Linked DNA regions of Mus musculus: all the other regions are linked to region 1. A link is a contact called in public Hi-C, HiCAR-type and promoter capture Hi-C data. All regions are on one chromosome and are shown on one strand. The core of a region is the stretch at or near the end of the contact, and the rest is flanking DNA. Distances in the headings are between cores, read along the strand shown. Region 1 holds the start of Senp6 (SUMO/sentrin specific peptidase 6). Region 2 holds the start of C920006O11Rik (RIKEN cDNA C920006O11 gene). Region 3 has its middle 46 kb from the start of Eef1a1. Region 4 holds the start of Slc17a5 (solute carrier family 17 (anion/sugar transporter), member 5).

The links. Hi-C and Micro-C count contacts between places; a contact is called where the count stands out from the background. HiCAR-type assays count read pairs that join an accessible place to other places. Capture Hi-C pulls out chosen DNA fragments and counts their contacts.
Region 2: a contact with region 1 is called in a Hi-C map of muscle stem cells, with 8 times the contacts expected there. The contact joins the promoter of C920006O11Rik here to the promoter of Senp6 in region 1. A contact is called at or near these places in 1 of 39 promoter capture datasets (cranial neural crest), 1 of 484 Hi-C or Micro-C datasets (muscle stem cells) and 1 of 115 datasets of contacts at active chromatin or transcription factors (astrocytes).
Region 3: a HiCAR-type map of astrocytes shows a contact between it and region 1, with 4 times the contacts expected there. The contact joins the enhancer-like site here to the promoter of Senp6 in region 1. A contact is called at or near these places in 2 of 39 promoter capture datasets (cranial neural crest and liver), 1 of 484 Hi-C or Micro-C datasets (embryonic stem cells), 2 of 115 datasets of contacts at active chromatin or transcription factors (astrocytes and pancreatic cancer cells) and 1 of 9 other capture datasets (adipose tissue).
Region 4: a contact with region 1 is called in a promoter capture Hi-C map of liver, with 4 times the contacts expected there. The contact joins the promoter of Slc17a5 here to the promoter of Senp6 in region 1. A contact is called at or near these places in 6 of 39 promoter capture datasets (cranial neural crest, erythroid cells, frontonasal cranial neural crest and 3 more), 1 of 484 Hi-C or Micro-C datasets (B cells), 6 of 115 datasets of contacts at active chromatin or transcription factors (embryonic stem cells, epiblast stem cells, extraembryonic endoderm stem cells and 2 more) and 2 of 9 other capture datasets (embryonic stem cells and liver).

Annotation. Positions count from the first base shown.
Region 1 is chr9:80,064,559-80,068,780 of GRCm38.p6, forward strand. Senp6 (SUMO/sentrin specific peptidase 6) reads left to right here and starts at 2,345. Exons shown (of 24, transcript NM_001311110.1): 1 at 2,345-3,014. The coding sequence starts at 2,966.
Region 2 is chr9:78,173,682-78,177,903 of GRCm38.p6, forward strand. It overlaps C920006O11Rik (RIKEN cDNA C920006O11 gene), which reads left to right and starts at 2,233. Exons shown (of 4, transcript NR_040401.1): 1 at 2,233-2,354; 2 at 2,890-3,061; 3 at 3,318-3,412; 4 at 4,144-4,222. It overlaps Rn7sk (RNA, 7SK, nuclear), which reads right to left and starts at 1,952; the gene lies at 1,621-1,952.
Region 3 is chr9:78,525,225-78,529,446 of GRCm38.p6, forward strand. No RefSeq gene overlaps it. Among named protein-coding and RNA genes, the nearest start is that of Eef1a1, 46 kb to the left of the region's middle. Within about 2 kb of position 2,182, at least 404 of the 459 cell types and tissues checked have an H3K27ac peak or open chromatin away from gene starts, as enhancers often do. A contact at or near this core is called in adipose tissue, astrocytes, embryonic stem cells and 2 more, where this site is marked.
Region 4 is chr9:78,585,602-78,589,823 of GRCm38.p6, forward strand. It overlaps Slc17a5 (solute carrier family 17 (anion/sugar transporter), member 5), which reads right to left and starts at 2,444. Exons shown (of 11, transcript NM_172773.3): 1 at 2,273-2,444. The coding sequence starts at 2,366.

The DNA of each region.
Region 1 (4,222 bases), core at 1,095-3,594:
TCTAGTCAGGGTACAAAGCACCTATGAGCATTACCTTCGCTTCTCTAGATTTTCACATAGCTCTAAACACATACACAAAACCACACAAAACAGAAACCAACAGATCCAGACACACGTGACCCTTTCTTGTCCTCCGCAAGCAGGCAAAAGAATTAGACGATTTCAGAGAGGGAAGCTTCCACTTCAACAACAGAACTCGGTCCCTCTGACCAATCTCCAGAGACTACCAGGCATTCCTGGCTCTCCCCACTTTCCAGGGCATCCCCCAGGGCAGCAGCCTGTGGTCCTCCTAGCACGTCTGCCGATCACAGTCCTCCGGTCCTTATGGTCCGAGAGGACAGCTGCAAATACAAAGTGTGCGTTTCAGAAAACCCCATCATCCGCTTCCACTGGGACAACCAAAACCAGAGAAACCAAACTTAGGTGGATCCAAACTCAGGCTGATCAGTATAAACTCAGGCATATCAGCATCCAAAACTCAGGCTGATCAGTATAAACTCAGACGGATCCAAACTCAGGCTGCTCTGTGCTTCAGAAACAAAGGACGAGACACAGACAAACAAACCAACACAACAAGTGCACGTTTGTTTCAGAAAACAGAAAACAGACACTCAGAATAGAGACACCGGCCGGCACACACACATTCCAGGGGGGATCCCTATACCTCCAAGTCGGTTCTGGGTGTGAGGGGTGGTCGCGATTCCCGGCCAATGCACTAAATGAAAGACCCACAACGTGAGGACTCCCCCACGTTTGGACTCAGGAGAGGTGATACCCCAAATCACTCACGAGAAATGGTCTTGATGCAAACTGCAAAAGGACTTTTATTTCAAGAGCACTCTTGGGCCCACAGTCTTACACCACGAAGGGGTAGAGGACCGTGGTGCCCAGAGTAGCTGGGTAAGGGGGTATTTAAAGGAAGAAACCATAACTCAAGGGGGTGGGGAGGGCTTTGTTGGAAAATACCAAAAATACCAGTTAAGTGGAAAGTCAAGACAGTTTTCTAGGAGCCTCTAACAATAGCATATTTGCATAGAGGGTTCCAGCAATGGTCAGGGTGGGTCAGGGTGACTTTCTTTGAACAAACATGCCCTGAACCCAGGAAGCAGGTTGCTGGAGGAATGCCGCTATTTGTTTTATGATTAGCATACCATGGAGCATTGAGTCACAAAGGTCACATTCTCAAGCCTGGGCCTAAAGGCCTAGAATCTTTTGTTTTTTATGTTTCACTTTTTCACTCAAAGGGCTGGAGAAATGGATTCAGCAGTTTGGTTAGCCTGGGTACCCTCTTCCGGCCTCTGAAGTAACTACAAGAAGCAGCTTTCCCACCCTAAATGCAGGCAAAACACCCTCCCCCCAACCCCACCCACTTTTTTTTTTTTTTTTAAAGAAAAAATGTAGCCGGGCAGTGGTAGCGCTAGCTCACCTTTAATCCCAGAATTTGGGAGGCAGAGGCAGGCGGGTTTCTGAGTTCCAGGACAGCCAGGGCTACACAGAGGAACCCTGTCTTGAAAAAACCAGAAAAAAAAAGAAAGAAAGAAAGAAAGAAAGAAAGGAAGGAAGGAAGGAAAGGAAAGAAAAAAATGTTTATTAGCTGACCACACAGCTAAGGGGCTTGAATTTCTGTAACTTTTTTTTTTCATTTTCTGCATTTTTCATGGATTTGTTGTTGTTGTTGTTGTTTTTGAAGACAGGCTCTTCCTTTGTAGACCAGGCTGGCCTCCATCTGACAGAGAGATCCACCTGTCTCTATCCCTTTATGGACTGGGAAAAACCTACACCACTACATGGGGTTTGTAAGAAAAAAGAAGAAAAAAAAAAGCCCCTCAAATTGTATCATAGTCTACTGTGTTCTCTCCCCCCCCCCCCTCTCTCTCACACACACACACACACACACACACACACACACACACACACAAAGTGTACTGGCTCAATCATATCATATATGCATTGTTTGGAAGATGGATGTGAACACAATTTTATTTTCCAATTACCTGGCTTCATTTTTTTTTTTTTTCCTTCCCATGGCACGTTTTAAATTCAGGGTCAGACAAGAACTTGGAGCGTTTCTTTAGAATTTGTGGTGCGACTCGACCAAATAGAATACCTGGCCGGCAGGCTGGCAAGCGCTCGCAGGCCGGCTCTGCCATGGGGGCCTTCCGAGGAAGGGGTTTTTGTTCGTCCCTCGCCAAGGCCGGCCAGACAAGGCCACCCCAGGCCGGCAGGACGACAGCCCCCGGCTCGGGTTCGGCCGAGCCCGGAGGGGGGCGAGCAGGGACCCGAAGGGAGAGAGAGGCTCTGGGGCGGCGGCGGCGGCGGGGCGGGCCCGGAGGCCGGTGGGGGAGGAGCGGCGGCGGGGCTGCTGTGGCGACCGACGCGCGGCGGTGGCGGAGACCCACCCCCGTCCACATGGACAGTCGCCGAGGCCTGGGCTGATGCTCTGACGCCTGGGCGGGGTGGGCGGGCGGCGGCGGCCACTGCTGGAGCAGCGAGGGGTCGCGGGCGCCTCACGGTCGCGGAGCCCTCGCTCGGCTCAAGCCGCTGCGGCCATTTTACGGCCCGGGACGTAGAAGGCGTGTGAGCGTTCGCTCCGTTCTCCGTCCTCCGGAGCCAGCGGCGGAGCGGGGCGGAGGGGAGCGGAGGGAGCTCCTCAGAGGCCGGCGCGGCCCGGTGGATGGGGAGTCGTGTGCCGAGGGGAGCCGGGCCCGGGAAGCGCCGCCGCCGCCGCTCACGGTCCCCGGTAGGCGCCTGAGGAGAAGCAGCCCAGGCCGTGGGCCTCGCCGCCTCCCGTCAGGCCCGCTTTTGTGTGGGGGGCCCGGCCGGCGGGGAGCGCCCCTCGCGGAGGTCGAGCCCGAGGCCCGCCACCCTGCGGCTGCTACCCTCCCGACGCGCGGCCCCCATTCCCCGCCAGCACCGCGCCGGTGTCGGCCATGGAGTAAGAAGGAGGCGGCGTGGAAGGAGGAAGATGGCGGCGGGCAAGAGCGGTGGCAGCGCTGGGGCTCTTTTCCTGAAAGGTACGCTCGGGTCTCCCTCGGGGGAGAGTCGGGGGCGAAATTCGCCGACACCGGGGTGTCTCCCACCCCCGGGCCGTGATACTCAGCTCTCTGCTCCGGGTGGGCTTGGGGCCGCGGGGGCCACGGGGGCCCGGACGGCCGATGGCCCGCTGGGAACGCGCTGCAGGCGCGCCGACTTCGGGTCCGCCCGGGCCAAGGCTCGGGCAGGCCGGCGCGAGGCGGCGCGGTGGTAGCGCAGCGAGCCGAGGCCCAGGGCGGCCTGCGAGGGGCGCGCCGAAGGCTTGGGCTCGCTCCCACCTCCATATTCTCGATGGGTGCCTAGTGGGTGAGGAGCAGACTTCGTCCGCGTCTTTCTTAAGCGTTCGTGGAAAGTTTCAGACCTAAGCTTGGTTGAAACTGGCCGATCCAAGGAGGCAGGGGGAGAGGTGGTGGTTAACACTGCCCTGTGGTTAAAAGCTCCCAGGCTAGCCGCTGCCCTCGGGGTGCAGGTTAGACCCGGCGGTGCCCCGAACTCCGGTGAGATGTGTTTGGTTGTTTATACTTTGTAAAGCAGGTATGGGAGGTGGAAAAAAAAAAAAAGAGAGAGAATGAGCTTCCAAGTGTCGGTTTGGAGACAGCCGGGGAAGGTAAAAGAGTTAGGGTGTGTTCCCATTTTTAGTCGCTTGTGAAGCAGAGTTAACTATTTCAGTTGGTGGACCAAGCCGGCTTAAAAGGTCTATTTTGGTTTGGTGTGGTGGTAAATGGATAACGATACTGGTTTTTGCCTATGGCTGTAAAGGGACTTCCATAATACAGGTACATTTAGTTGCAGTTGTGAACCGGGAACGTAAACGTTCATTCGACTTTAAATTTCCTGGTAATCGGATTTGTAAATATGTTTAGGAAAATAAGTCCGCGTTCAGTAATTGTTAAGTATATTTACTCTTTGGGGGTAATTGCAGGATTTTGTTTTCTAGATGAAATATATCCAGGCCATGCTTTAAGATATGATTTAGAAATATTACAGAATTAAGAAAATGTAGTTTAAAATTAAGAAAGACTTGCCGGGCGTTGGTGGCTCACGCCTTTAATCCCAGCACTCGGGGGGCAGAGGCAGGCGGATTTTTGAGTTCGAGGTCAGCCTGGTCTACAGAGTGAGTTCCAGGACAGCCAAGGGCTCCACAGAGAAACCCTGTCTCGAAAAACAAAAAAAACTAAAAAAACCAAAA
Region 2 (4,222 bases), core at 983-3,482, 1.9 Mb before region 1:
AACAAGAGGTAGAAACTAACTAGGCAGCTTAGGGTAATAAGACCCCAAGAAAAATAACCATTTTTTTTTCTTGGCTAAGAGCCAGAAATGAAAGACTGGGGAGACAGCTGAGTGGTTTAGAGCACTTGTTACACTTAGAGAGGACCAGAGTTCTGTGTTCTTGGCAACCCTTTGGTGGTTCACAACCATCAGGAACTCCCAGTTTCAGGAGATCCAACACACTCTTCTCAGCTCCTCCGGCATCAGATACACATGTGGTGCATATATAAATAAAAATGTTAAAATGCAATAAAAACTAAAAACTAAAAATGATATCGGGGCCTCTTGACAGCCTTGTCCTTGCCAGAAGTGTTAATGAGGGTGCTAATCCCTGATTTTTAGTTAGGGTTACCTTTTGAGGGGGATGGATATTAGTGTGTAGTAATAAACGTGTATTAAGATAAAATTCCTTCTGGTCAAGAGAATAGAACCTGATGAGCTAGTTGGGCCAAGTCAATCACTCAGTGAAAGAACCACTCTAGGGAGTTTACTGTAATTCATGCTAATGAGGCAGAACAATTAGCCTTACAATGAGACATTGTCTTTTCATTTTCAGAATGTCAGTCTACAGGGTCACCAATCTGCCTGCTTTTCTAAATTATACAGAAAAGTGTGATTTCTTCTCTCTTTTCTAATCTAAGCATGCTTCCATAATGCTTGGGCTTCCCCAGCATTTTGGGTCTTCTTACTCTTTCTCTAAAGTTCCCTCTCCCACCATGAAGCCACTTATCCGTGCTAGACTAAATGGGATGACTTTGCTCATTACCTTCTCCATTTTCCTCCTTCAGCAGCTTAAAGTTACAGCCTACCTGTCCTGGGTGTTTGCCTTTTCGAGTGTAATAGCATTTGTCCTAATAACATTTTTTTAAATAAATAAATTTAAGCAGGGACTGGTAAATAGGCTCATGCTCTTATTTCCAGAGTTTGGGAGGCAGGCAGATCTCTAAATTCAATGCTACCCTGGTCTACAGAGAAAGTCCCTGAACAGCTAGGGCCACACAGAGGAAACCTGAAACAAACAAACAAGTAACTAAATAAATGTTTAAAACAAGAGAGAGAGAGAGAGAGAGAGAGAGGAAGGAAGAAGGAAGGAAGGAAGGAAGGAAGGAAGGAAGGAAGGAAGGAAGAAAGAGAGAGGTGGGGTAGAACTGTTCCCAGACAGAATCTTTGTTACGACTGCTTGGAACCTTCACCTGAACTCATATTCTCTCTCTCTCTCTCACACACACACCTTTTAAACATATTTACATCTCTATTTACATCTATTAACATAACAGAATTTTTAAAGATTTAAAAAATTTTTAATTAAAAAAAAATTTTTTTCCTGTCTCTAGCTGCATAGTCGGCCATCAGTGGAAAGAGAGGCCCTTTGGTCGTGCAAACTTTATATGCCTCAGTACAGGGGAATGACAGGGCCAAGAAGTGGGAGTGGGTGGGAAAGCGTGTGGGGGACTTTTGGGATAGGATAGCATTGGAAATGTAAATGAAATAAATACCCAATTAAAAAAATAAAAATATATATTTTTTTTAAGTTAAAGAATAAAATAAAGTTTTAAACGAAAATTAAATTGCAGGAACTACAAAAGAAAGGCAGACTGCCACATGCAGCGCCTCATTTGGATGTGTCTGGAGTCTTGGAAGCTTGACTACCCTACGTTCTCCTACAATGGACCTTGAGAGCTTGTTTGGAGGTTCTAGCAGGGGAGCGCAGCTACTCGTATACCCTTGACCGAAGACCGGTCCTCCTCTATTCGGGGAAGGTCGTCCTCTTCGACCGAGCGCGCAGCTTCGGGAGGGACGCACATGGAGCGGTGAGGGAGGAAGGGGACACCCGCCTAGCCAGCCAGATCAGCCGAATCAACCCTGGCGATCAATGGGGTGACAGATGTCGCAGCCAGATCGCCCTCACATCCGAGAGTAAGCAGGCTCTTGGTAGGTATATAAGGCCATAGAATTTTGTAACTTTACACATGTGGTGACCTTATGTAGCCGACTGTACTTGATATTATAACAAATCCTGAATCCGTTTTAGGGTTAAATAATCCTTTTTATACTCGCTTCGTTCTAAGTTTAAATTAAAATACTTAAATTTAGGATGTTTTTACTGTTAACCAAAATGCTTTGGGGCTATGCAAAATACAACAGTTTGGATTGGTTAAACCTTCCGAAGCCCCGCCCCCGACGGCCATGTCTATTCTACGGCCCGGCTCTGCTCCTGGCCCAGGCGCCCGTGTCCGGTGCGGTCCCATACGAGATGGGTTCTCTGCCTTCGGTGCGTGTCGGCGCCTCTGCCAAGGCGGAGCGGACGGCGAAAGGTAGACCCAGCGCATCTCCAGCTTCACGAGACTCACGCGGCCTTCCGTGGGCCGTAATCGTCTGTCTCCCTCTGTGGCCGAAGTGACACACCGAAGCGAGTAAAAAGCTAATTCCTAGAACAGTGTGATGCACCCGGCCCTCCGTTGGCTTCCCGTGCCCTTTGTAGCTAAATTTGGAAAATCCTGAGTTTCTCAAAGTCCAAGAACTTTATAATGTGCACTGCTAGGCTAATACCTTTACAACGAATGCCCCCCAGCTTCCCTGAATCGGAATGTGAAAGTGACACACTGAAAACCAAGGCTAAGGGTTCTGTCCTTTCTTTCACGTGTTAAAATGGTGGCATCTTTTTAATGCGCGAGGGAAAACGCAACAACAATAATAAAACACTCCTCCCAAATCCTGAACATTCAGTTATGTCCAGAAAATTGGGATGAAGATAGGACTTTGCTTTACCGCTCTGTACTGCGTTCGGGTTTTTTGTTTGTTCGGTTTGTTGTTTGGTTTTTGGTTTAGTTTGGTTCGTTTGTTTTCCAGAAAGGCCGAAAGCCATCGTGACGTCGAGGCACAAGCTCCACTGTCCTAACAGTAGAGGTCGCATGGAGTTCGTGAGACGGGCATTAGCTGCCGCTGGAGCTGTACCCAGCCCACCGTATTTTCACAAATTAGCCAGACAATACGCCTTCTCTTCGCATCACTACTGGTCCGGGTCAGCCATAAGATCCTTCCTGTTAGGGACTTTTCTTTGAACTAAGATGTAATTAACGGGATTCATTACCCCTTTTAAGTTACCCTTGGTTTCTACGAGGGATAACAGGTAATAAGGACAAAGGGAAGTAATGTAAATTTTGTCAGTTTTATTGATTATACACCCTCTAGGTGAATTTTCTGTACCTGCGTTGCACGGTTGGAAGCCTTGTTTCCTGGCCTGCGAGTGCAAGTTTTGCTTTTGTTCTATTCTTCAGCTTCCTGTGGAGATTTTCAGATACAAGCAAACAAAACATTGCATAACTCTGTGTGCAGCCCTTACCCGGATGTGTGCAGCTTTAGGGTGTGCTTGGTATGTCTCCTGCCTCCTCTTGGTTTGTGGGAGTCTTTCCTCCTAACATAGTTTCATATGGGAGTGCCACGATTTGGTATTTATTTCCAACGGGTAAAGGTTATCACACCCACCAAAAAATCTGCAAGGCTTTATCCTCAAAGCAGTCTGTCTCATGCGGAGTTTTTACTAATGTGTCTCGGTGCTGCTCTAAACAAGGTCTGTAGACTTTACACTATGAATAACTTGAGATTTATAAAAATGTTGTAAAGTTGAACCTCAGAGCCCTCAGTCCTCCCGGGTGCTAACGCCTTACATAACCATGATAAACTGAGAAGAAAAGTGTTACTGGTGTGCAAGTAAATGGGCAGCAGACTTAATTATGATTTCAGTGTTTCTACTAAAGTCCTCTTACCAATCCAGTATCCCACAGTGTATCTAGTCATGTTTCCTCAGTTTCCCCAAGGCTAGGATGGTTTCTCAGCCTTTTCCTTGTTTCAACCCCTTGACGTAATTATTGAGACCATCAATGAGGATTCTCTGGGAATAATTCCCGCCTCCCCCACCTTGTCCTTGGCTCTTGAGTCTAGTCCCTTATCTCACAGAAAGTCCTATGCCTTGGATATGCCCGATTTCTACCTTGTGATTGGGGGAACTGTTTGTGTTGGTTTATTTGTGGTTTGGTTGGTTGGTTGGTTGTTGTTGTTGTTGTTGTTTTAACAGGTGTTTCTTTGCTTTTCTCAATGTCACAGCAGGAGGAACAGGATATCCAAATGACCTCCTTGGAAAACAATGGTTAAGGAGCACTGGGACTCTGACAGGACCTGGGTT
Region 3 (4,222 bases), core at 932-3,431, 1.5 Mb before region 1:
TTACAGGATTACCAGCCACTGCCCACAGAAGAGCTGCTGTCCACAGAGGAACCCGATGTGAATGTTTGTCTAGTGGATCCCGATGGTGAGAGCCAGCTACACCCCAAAATTGACTACACCCCAAAATTGACGACACCCCTAGACAGCAGGAAGCAGCTTAAGAGACACGACACCCTCGTTCCCTTTTCACCATCGGCTCCCCCCGCCCTTTTTCTTTTTCTTTTCTTTTTTTCTTTTGAGACAGGGTTTCTCCGTATGTCCTGGAACTCTCTTTGTAGACCAGGCTGGCCTCAAACTCAGAAATCCGCCTGCCGAGTGCTGGGATCAAAGGCGTGCGCCACCACGCCCTGCTCCCACACCCTTTTTCTTCCCTTCTCTTTATAATAACAAGAAGGGAGGTATGTTGGCATCAGGACATTCCAAACCTATGATATCACATAGGCCACAGCGCGACCTGCAACCTCCAGACCGGTTGCCAAGACAACGGGCACCATCTTCCCAGCATTCACTTGGCTCACCTCCCACCCTTACTTGTTATGTCATTTTCCATATAAATAAGGAGAACATCCCTTCCTCGCTCTTTCTTCCCCCTCTTTTCTTTCTCCCCCTCTTCTTCTCTCTCTGCCACTACTTTGTCTCTCCCTTCCAATAGAACCTTTTCCACGCTGAACTGCTTTGGCCTAGTGTGCTGTTGAGCGGCTACCCGCCATTCTAACACGTCATTGGCTGTCCCGGAGCTCCAGCTGTAGACCAGACTGGCCTTGAACTCAAGGAGATCTGCCTACCTCTGCCTCCAGGGGCTGCAATTAAAGCCGTGAGCTAAATTAGTTCTTTTTGAGCCTGGGTCTTGCTATCTACCAAGGCTGGCCTAAGACTGTAGTCCTAGCTGATTCTGAGCTAGCACACCTTTCTCTACACCCCAAGTGCTAGGATTGCAGGAATGGTCCATCCACCATGTCTGACTTCTATTGGCTTTCTCAATATTGGCTGAAGCTTCTCTACTCCTCGAAAGTTCTGCAGGAGAAATCCCAAAGACAGCAAATTCTCTATTAAACAACTGACTGCATTTTTAAGGAACCACCTTCTAACTTCCAGGCCTCAGCCAACTTCTTTCTGAAGTCCCTGTTCTTGGCAGAAAAGCCAGTTCTGTACTGAGATCCATGCTGGCCTTCAGCTATAGTGGGAATGGGGCCAAAGGTTTCAGAGGTGGAGTTCTTGATTTTGTTCCATTTTGAGACGTGGTTTCTATTTGTAGTCCAGGCTAGCCACAAATTTGCAGTCTTCTAACTTCACCTGTTTACACTTGGGTATTGTAGACATATGTAACCATGCCAGGCTCCTATTCTGTGTATGGGGCCCTGCAGTTTTGGTCTCAAACTCACTATGTAGTTGAGGATGACTTTCAACACCTGATCTTAGAGTTGGGATTAAAGGCAATATTGTTTCGAGACAGGGTCTATGTAGCCTGGGCTGTAATTTGCTATGTACACAAGGCTGGCCTGGAATCCACAGAAATGGCCCTTTGTGCCTTCCTAGTGTTGGGGTTTAAAATGTGGGTCAACCTTAGACCGGAGAAAAAAACTATTTCGACGACTGTCTGATTAAAGCAAGCTGTGTTTAGACTGTGCACTTTCCCTAAGTTCGGGTCTCAGAACATCCCCTCACTGGCTTTTGAGGTCTCTTATATGTGGAAGGGTTAGGGTTGATAGAGAAGAGCTGTTGAGATAATTGGCTGTTAGCCCCTGGACATAGAAGTTGGGGTGGGGACATGGTGGTGGAGGAGAGGGGCTACTCAGGACCTAAGGCAGTCTGTGGGGTGTGGAAGGGCACTCATCAAGGTATCTGGAAAAACATTTCCGTAAGGCAAAAGGGCAATCATAGCTTACAGATTCAGGGGTTTAGCAAGGCAAAGGGATTTACAAAGGGTATATACATCATGGGGTTACAAGTTAAGCACAGGTTGAAAAACATGGTTTGTAGAATACATTATTAGGCTTAGGAAACAAATTTATTCTTGTAAGGTATGGAGACTTAATAACAACGTGGCTCTTTAACAACATTGTGGCTCCAGGTTTGGTTTCAAAGTCACCACACTTGGCCAGAATTGCGGTTAGGAGCTAACATTGCCTTTTAGAACAAAAACTGAGAAGCAAGGGTCAGGAAAGTCTTTTTGCCTCGTGACCCTGCTGCCTCCAGCGGCCAGAGGCGGGAGCGCGGGCGGGTGACGCCAGGGGCTCCCCAGCCCGCAGTGACTTTCCATCGAGCCCTTTTAAATGCCTTTCTTTTGCACGTGGTTTCTGTGAGTCATCTCCTTTCTCCAGACAAAGAAATCTAGGTTTTGCTAATCGGGTTTCCTGAGTCCGCTAAGGCATGAGTCAAACTCGTGCTTCCCGAGTGCTGTAAGCTCTTCTTGCTCCTCCCCCAGGGGAAACGCCCGCTGCCGTGGGGCAAATCCGAGTTTCTGGGGGGCCGGGGGGGGGGTGTCAAAAAATTCACGCGGAAGGTGAGTGCGGCATGGAACCTGTCGTAAGTCCCAAGCGTCAGAAGAGAAGAGCGTTTGTGTGTTTTAAAAATAGTTCTCTTAAAAATCTTTGGACAGGCTCGGTGGCTCCAAGGGTAAAGGAGCTTCTATCAAGCCTGAAGACCTGGGTTCAGTCCCTTGGGAAGGCGGAAACCGAAAACCGGTTTCAATAAGCTGTCTTCTGACCTTCACACACGGACTTAAATTATTAAAATAAGTAAATAAATAACGAATGCGTGAATGAATGACTGTCTGGGCGTGGTGTGGCATGCTTGCAATCCCAGCACTTGCCGCCAGGTGGAGGCAGGGGGATCCAGGCCAGCCCTCATTACAGAGTCAGTTTGAGGCCAGTTTGGATTTCCTGAAACTGTTTCAAAATAGAAAAATGTGGTTATTAGAAAAAAAAAAACATTAAAAAAGAAGGGCTTTATACTGGGGTAAGAGAGTGTAGGAAGAGGCAGAGCTGAGGGACAAACTCCAGGCAAAGTAAATCAGCCATTTGGCAAGGCCCGTGGCTGCCGTGAATATCAACAAGTGCCACTTTGTCCCACAGTGCCACTTTACAGCCTAGCCAAACCGGCGATGCCCGAGGGTGCAGGCACTTAAAGCCCAGCGCCAGAGAGGCCTGCTTTGGCTTTCTTAGCCTTTAGTCAGTTCCAGATTGACCCTGACGGTCCTCCCCCCGCCCCCCCCCCCCATGATTGATTTTTCTTTTTAATTTCCAAACATTCTAGTTAAATAAAGGAGTTCTGGTGGCACAGGCCTGAGGTCTTGGCTTTTGTGAGGTGGAAGCAGCAAGGTCAGGGACTGAAGGGCAGCCTTGGATGTAGGAGACCCAGTCTCAACAAGATAAAATGAAAATTTAGAAGAGAAAACCTAATCCCTCCTTCACTATTCACAAATGCTTTTAACGTTTTGTTTGGTCTGTCTTAATAGTTTTTGTTTTGGGAATACAGAATGTCTACACATGAGTGTACTTATCAGCATTATTAAAAAAAATCATTTCTAAATTACGTAGTGTGTGTGTGTGATGAGAGTCCCTCCTCTCGTGGTGCCTGGGATGGAACTCAGGCTTTTCAGCAAGCATCTTTTTTTTTTTTTTTTTTTGTTTTTCGAGACAGGTTTTTTCTGTGTAGCCCTGGCTGTCCCTGGAACTCACTTTGTAGACCAGGCTGTCCTCGAACTCAGAAATCCGCCTGCCTCTGCGTCCCGAGTGCTGGGATTAAAGGCGTGCACCACCACGCCCGGCTTCAGCAAGCATCTTTATCTACTGAATTGTCTCTTAGCAACTCACACCAGCTTTATTAACAACGTCCTCGAACTAGAGAACCCTAAGTCCCCCCAGGGATAAGTGGATAAAGCAAAATGGCAGGACAGGGTAAGAAAAGCCACTGAATTCTGCACTGTGTGCGGTGCTGGGCTCGTGCCGCCAGACAGTGCCTTCCACGTGCCTGATAAACATTCTGCCCTGAGCCACAACCCCGATTTTAGCTATACACTTTCAAAAGGTGAGTTGGGTGGGATGTGAGTTAAATCTCAGTAGTCATTATAAAAAATAACACTAATAACATTAATTTTGTTTTTTGAGACTTTTTCTTTTTTGGTTTTTCGAGACAGGGTTTCTCTGTATAGCCCTGGCTGTCCTGGAACTCACTTTGTAGACCAGGCTGGCCTCAAACTCAGAAATCCGCCTGCCTCTGC
Region 4 (4,222 bases), core at 1,194-3,693, 1.5 Mb before region 1:
TTTGTTTGTTTGCTTGGGGGAGGGGGTTCAAGACAGGGTCTCTCTGTGTAGCCTTGTCTATCCTGGAACTCTTGCTCTAGGCCAGGCTGGTCCTGAACTCAGCAATCCGCCTGCCTCTGCTTTCCAAGTTCTGGGATGAGAGGCGAGTGCCATCATTGGCTGGCTCTGAGAAAGCATTTCTAATCAAATAAAGTGCTACGTACCTATGTAAGGGAGAAAGGAGGCCTGAGAATCTCGGGAGACGAGCCAGGAAAGGTCTTTTTTGGAAGAGGGATATTTAACAGAGGCTTCCTCAACGGGCAGAAGTTGCCAGGTAGCTGCGGGGGTGGGGTGGGTGTGAGCACAGCCATTCTAGCAAAAGCAGGACCAGGGCCTGCAGAAGTAGGGATGTGAGAGAGGCACAGGGAGAACATAGGACCTTCCTTCCCCCGAGCTGGTTTACTAACAAATAGTTCACATTACCGTCGAGCGCTTACTGTATTGAGCTCCTGTTACAGAACGATGAAGATGAACCGCAAAGTACACAGAACACTACTCAGCACACAGAAACTTCAGGAACTGAATTGCTATCACTGCCTTCTCTGGATCCTGGAGATCGAGCTCACGTGTTAAGAAGTGTATTTCTCATTTGTGGGAAATTAAGCTTTGTGGGGCACGAGGCTCCTAGTGGAACAGACAGGACGGCCGGGAAGGTAGATATCCCTACCAAACTGGCGGAGCAATCGGCCTTGCGTGCAACTTCCGGTGCCACGTGTCTGTGGCACCAAGGAGGATGTGATGACGGAGGACAGGGACAGGGAATCCAGAGCAGTGGCAAAGTGTCAAACTTCGATTCTAACCCAAGAGGGAAGCCAAGGGGGCAGGAGGTGTGAATCAGTGGACAGAATGCTTGCTTACCACGCATTCAGGAGGTGGAGGCAGGAAGGTCAGGAGAACTAAGTCACCTGCAGCTACAAAATAGAGGCCAGCTGGGGCTACATGAGACCCTGTCTCAAAGAAAACCAAGCAACCAACCAAAAAAATGCAAGTCCTAGGTTTGACCTACTGATGCCTTACACTTTTCAAAATAAAACATTCTATTTTAGATTTTAAAAAAAAAATCTGTTCTATGTACGAATGTTTGCCTGTATGTATGTCTGTGTACCACAGGTGTGTCTGAGTAGGGAGGGTGTTGGCTCTCTTGAGCTGGAGTTATGGATGGTTGTAAGCTTCCATGTGGGTGCTGGGAACTGAACCCTCGTCCCCTGGAAGAGCAACCAGTGCTCTAACTGCTGAGCCATCTTTCCAGTTCCCTAACAAACTATTCTAAAAATAAAAACAAAACCAAAACAGATCACCCAAAAGCCAACAGAAGTAGTCTGAATAAAGTCAGAAAGTAGGGTAGTTACCCACACAAGTGGGAAGGATGGTTAAAACAGTTACGAAAGAATTCTTTGGTAATGTCAACAAAAGACATACCGACAGAAGACTGTTCCGGGCCAACAAAGGCAAATTTCCAGTTCAATTCTTTCTCACACCTATATCCTTGAATGTGTCCAAGCCGATTTGTCCTTTAGTTTTCTGTAGCTTCAGGAAGCTACATTACAAAAGTGTAGCGAAATCCAGTGAAGACACATACTTGTGTTTTGGGGGATGGTGGGTATGGAGACTAGAACCTTGTCAGGCAAGGACTATACCTCTGTGCAACATGCGCCCCCCCCCCCCCCCCCCGCAATGAAGATGCTTTTTGAAGTAGCACCTGCAAGACCTCTAGTACGGCATATTGTCTTAGAGTGCTAAAGATATCTTATCTTGAGAATAACCTGTTTCCTAACTTAAATTGCAGTCTGATAGACAAGGAAAAAATAGAAATGTCTGCAATATTTTGGTGTCTTACAGCACAAGATATTCGCGGGATTATGCAACTGTCCCCCGCACACTCAACAGCTGTTAACTCTTCTTTGTTGTTGTTTTGTTTTTGTCTCTCCTCCCCAACAAGGCGCTACCAGATCACATGTTTACAGGCCGGCATAAGCGGAAACCTGGCGGCCGCTGGAGGGGAGCAAGAAGCACTTTGGCCCCTTTGCTTATTGACTCGGATCGGGTACCCCTCCGACCCTGAATTGCTTCAGTCCCGCCAGCGCCACAGGCACCTCCGTCCCGACCCACAGCACTACAGCGGCTACCTGTCCCCCCGACCCCGCAGCCACTCCTTCAAGGCGCCCACGGCCGGGAACCACCCGCCCGCCAGGAACGCTGCCACTAGCAATCACTCGGTGGTCCCGCAGCTCACCCGCTTCGGTCTGCCGGGCGCCCGGCAGGAGCGGGGTGCTGTCCGAGCTCTCCTCATCGTCGTTTCCCGCCGGACCCCGAAGCAGGGGCCTCATAACGCCTGGAGAGCAGATGTGCCGGCGTCGTTGCTTGGCCAACCTAGCTCTCGGCAGGACAGCCCTTCGCCGTGCTGGCTGGGCGGGGCAGGATATTGCCCCGCCCCAGGACACGCCCATATCTGGTTGCCTGTTCCTAAGGCGCCATTTTAGTTTCGGGCAATTTCCCGCTGTGGGCAGGGTTGGGTTGGGCGTGGCGTTTGCGCTGTGCAAGATGTGTGTCACCAGCGGTAGGGAGCCCAGGACTCTGTTACACTAGTAAAAGCCCGGGCATTGGACAGCCTGAAGGCGGCGATGGGGTTTGCATCTCGCAGTGATAGGGAGCTAGGGAAATGGGCAGGGACTATTTGCCTTCTAAATGTCTATAATAGTTTTCAGTCTTTGTCCGTTTTGTGACAGCATATGGCTTTTGAAAAGTAGCAAAGGAAATCATGTTTTGTCCGACGAAATTGACTGTTTCAGAGGTGAACCCCAATGTAGGCAGCTGCCTTTTCTCTTTAGGAAGATACTGTTGATTGTACCCAGGGCCTCACACATATTAGACTAACGCTGATACATACCATTGACCTACATCCCCAGCGGGCAGGCCACGTGATGTATGAGCGTGGGGGAGTTTTCTCTGTAAATCTAATTTGGACAGATTTTCCCTACTGCTGACTCTAAGAAAGAGGAACTAGGAAAATGCTTCAGTCAGCCTTGGTGGGGCCATCGGGCCTCTGAGTAATAAAAGCCATATCTGCAGACCGATGGAAAAGACAGATGTGGTAGACGCCCTTAGAGATTTCCACGCAGACCAAGGAAGAGCAGAGGCTCAGAAAGTCAGGTGAGGCCCCTGTCTAGAAGAAGGGCTGACTGAGATTTACTAAAGATATCCCTAACTCTTGGGCCAGTAAATGCTGATGGGCAAGTTTTCAAAAAGACAGCTGTAGAGATAAAGCCCTTGAGTTTGTGCATACCCGCCTGGCAAATTCTTATAAAATGTATGTACAAACAGCACTTCTGGTGTGGTTAATTTGATGTGTCAGTTTGCTTGTCCTCCATGTGAGTGGATTTCAATTTGTTTGAAGGTTTGATTAGAACAAAAAGATCAGCTTCAAGCCGGGCGTGGTGGCGACACCTTTAATCCCAGCACTCGGGAGGCAGAGGCAGGCAGATTTCTGAGTTCGAGGCCAGCCTGGTCTACAGAGTGAGTTCTAGGACAGCCAGGGCTACACAGAGAAACCCTGTCTCAAAAAAACAAAAACAAACAAACAAACAAACCCAGCTTCCCTAACTCATCCCCTTGTACCCACCCCCCCACCCCTGAACTCCTCCAACAGACGGCTTCAGATTTCATTAGCCTCGGGGTTCTCATCTTTCTGCACCTCTGCTATCCTGTGTGAGCCAATAGGTTTGTTCAACACTGTATCTCCTCTCCTTTATTGCTAAGATCATCCTTTTTGGCAGGGACAGCCAAGGGAATCTTCCAACATAGGGAATCAGATTCCAACAGCCTTGGGGAGTTTGAAATCAGCAGCACCATGTTTAAGTACACTTATTACCTGAGAAGGTTCAGGTTACAGAAAAGTTGCAAAGTCAGTACGCAGAGTTCGAGGTAGGATAGGAAGGCTGGCTTTGTGGGGACATGGGAAAGGAGTCCCTCACTCCCGGGTCTGGGGGACATATCCTGCCAGCTGAGCTAAGAATTTCTGCACAATTAACATGATTTGCTGTGAAGGACCATATGTAAGGCCCAAGCATCCTTCCAGAATGACCTTTCTCCTTTCCCAGACTTGTAAACCTGGGGAGATTTCTAAGACTTTGACAAGAAGCCCCACTTAGGGTACACTCTTGTGCAACTTTATGATCCATGGTTT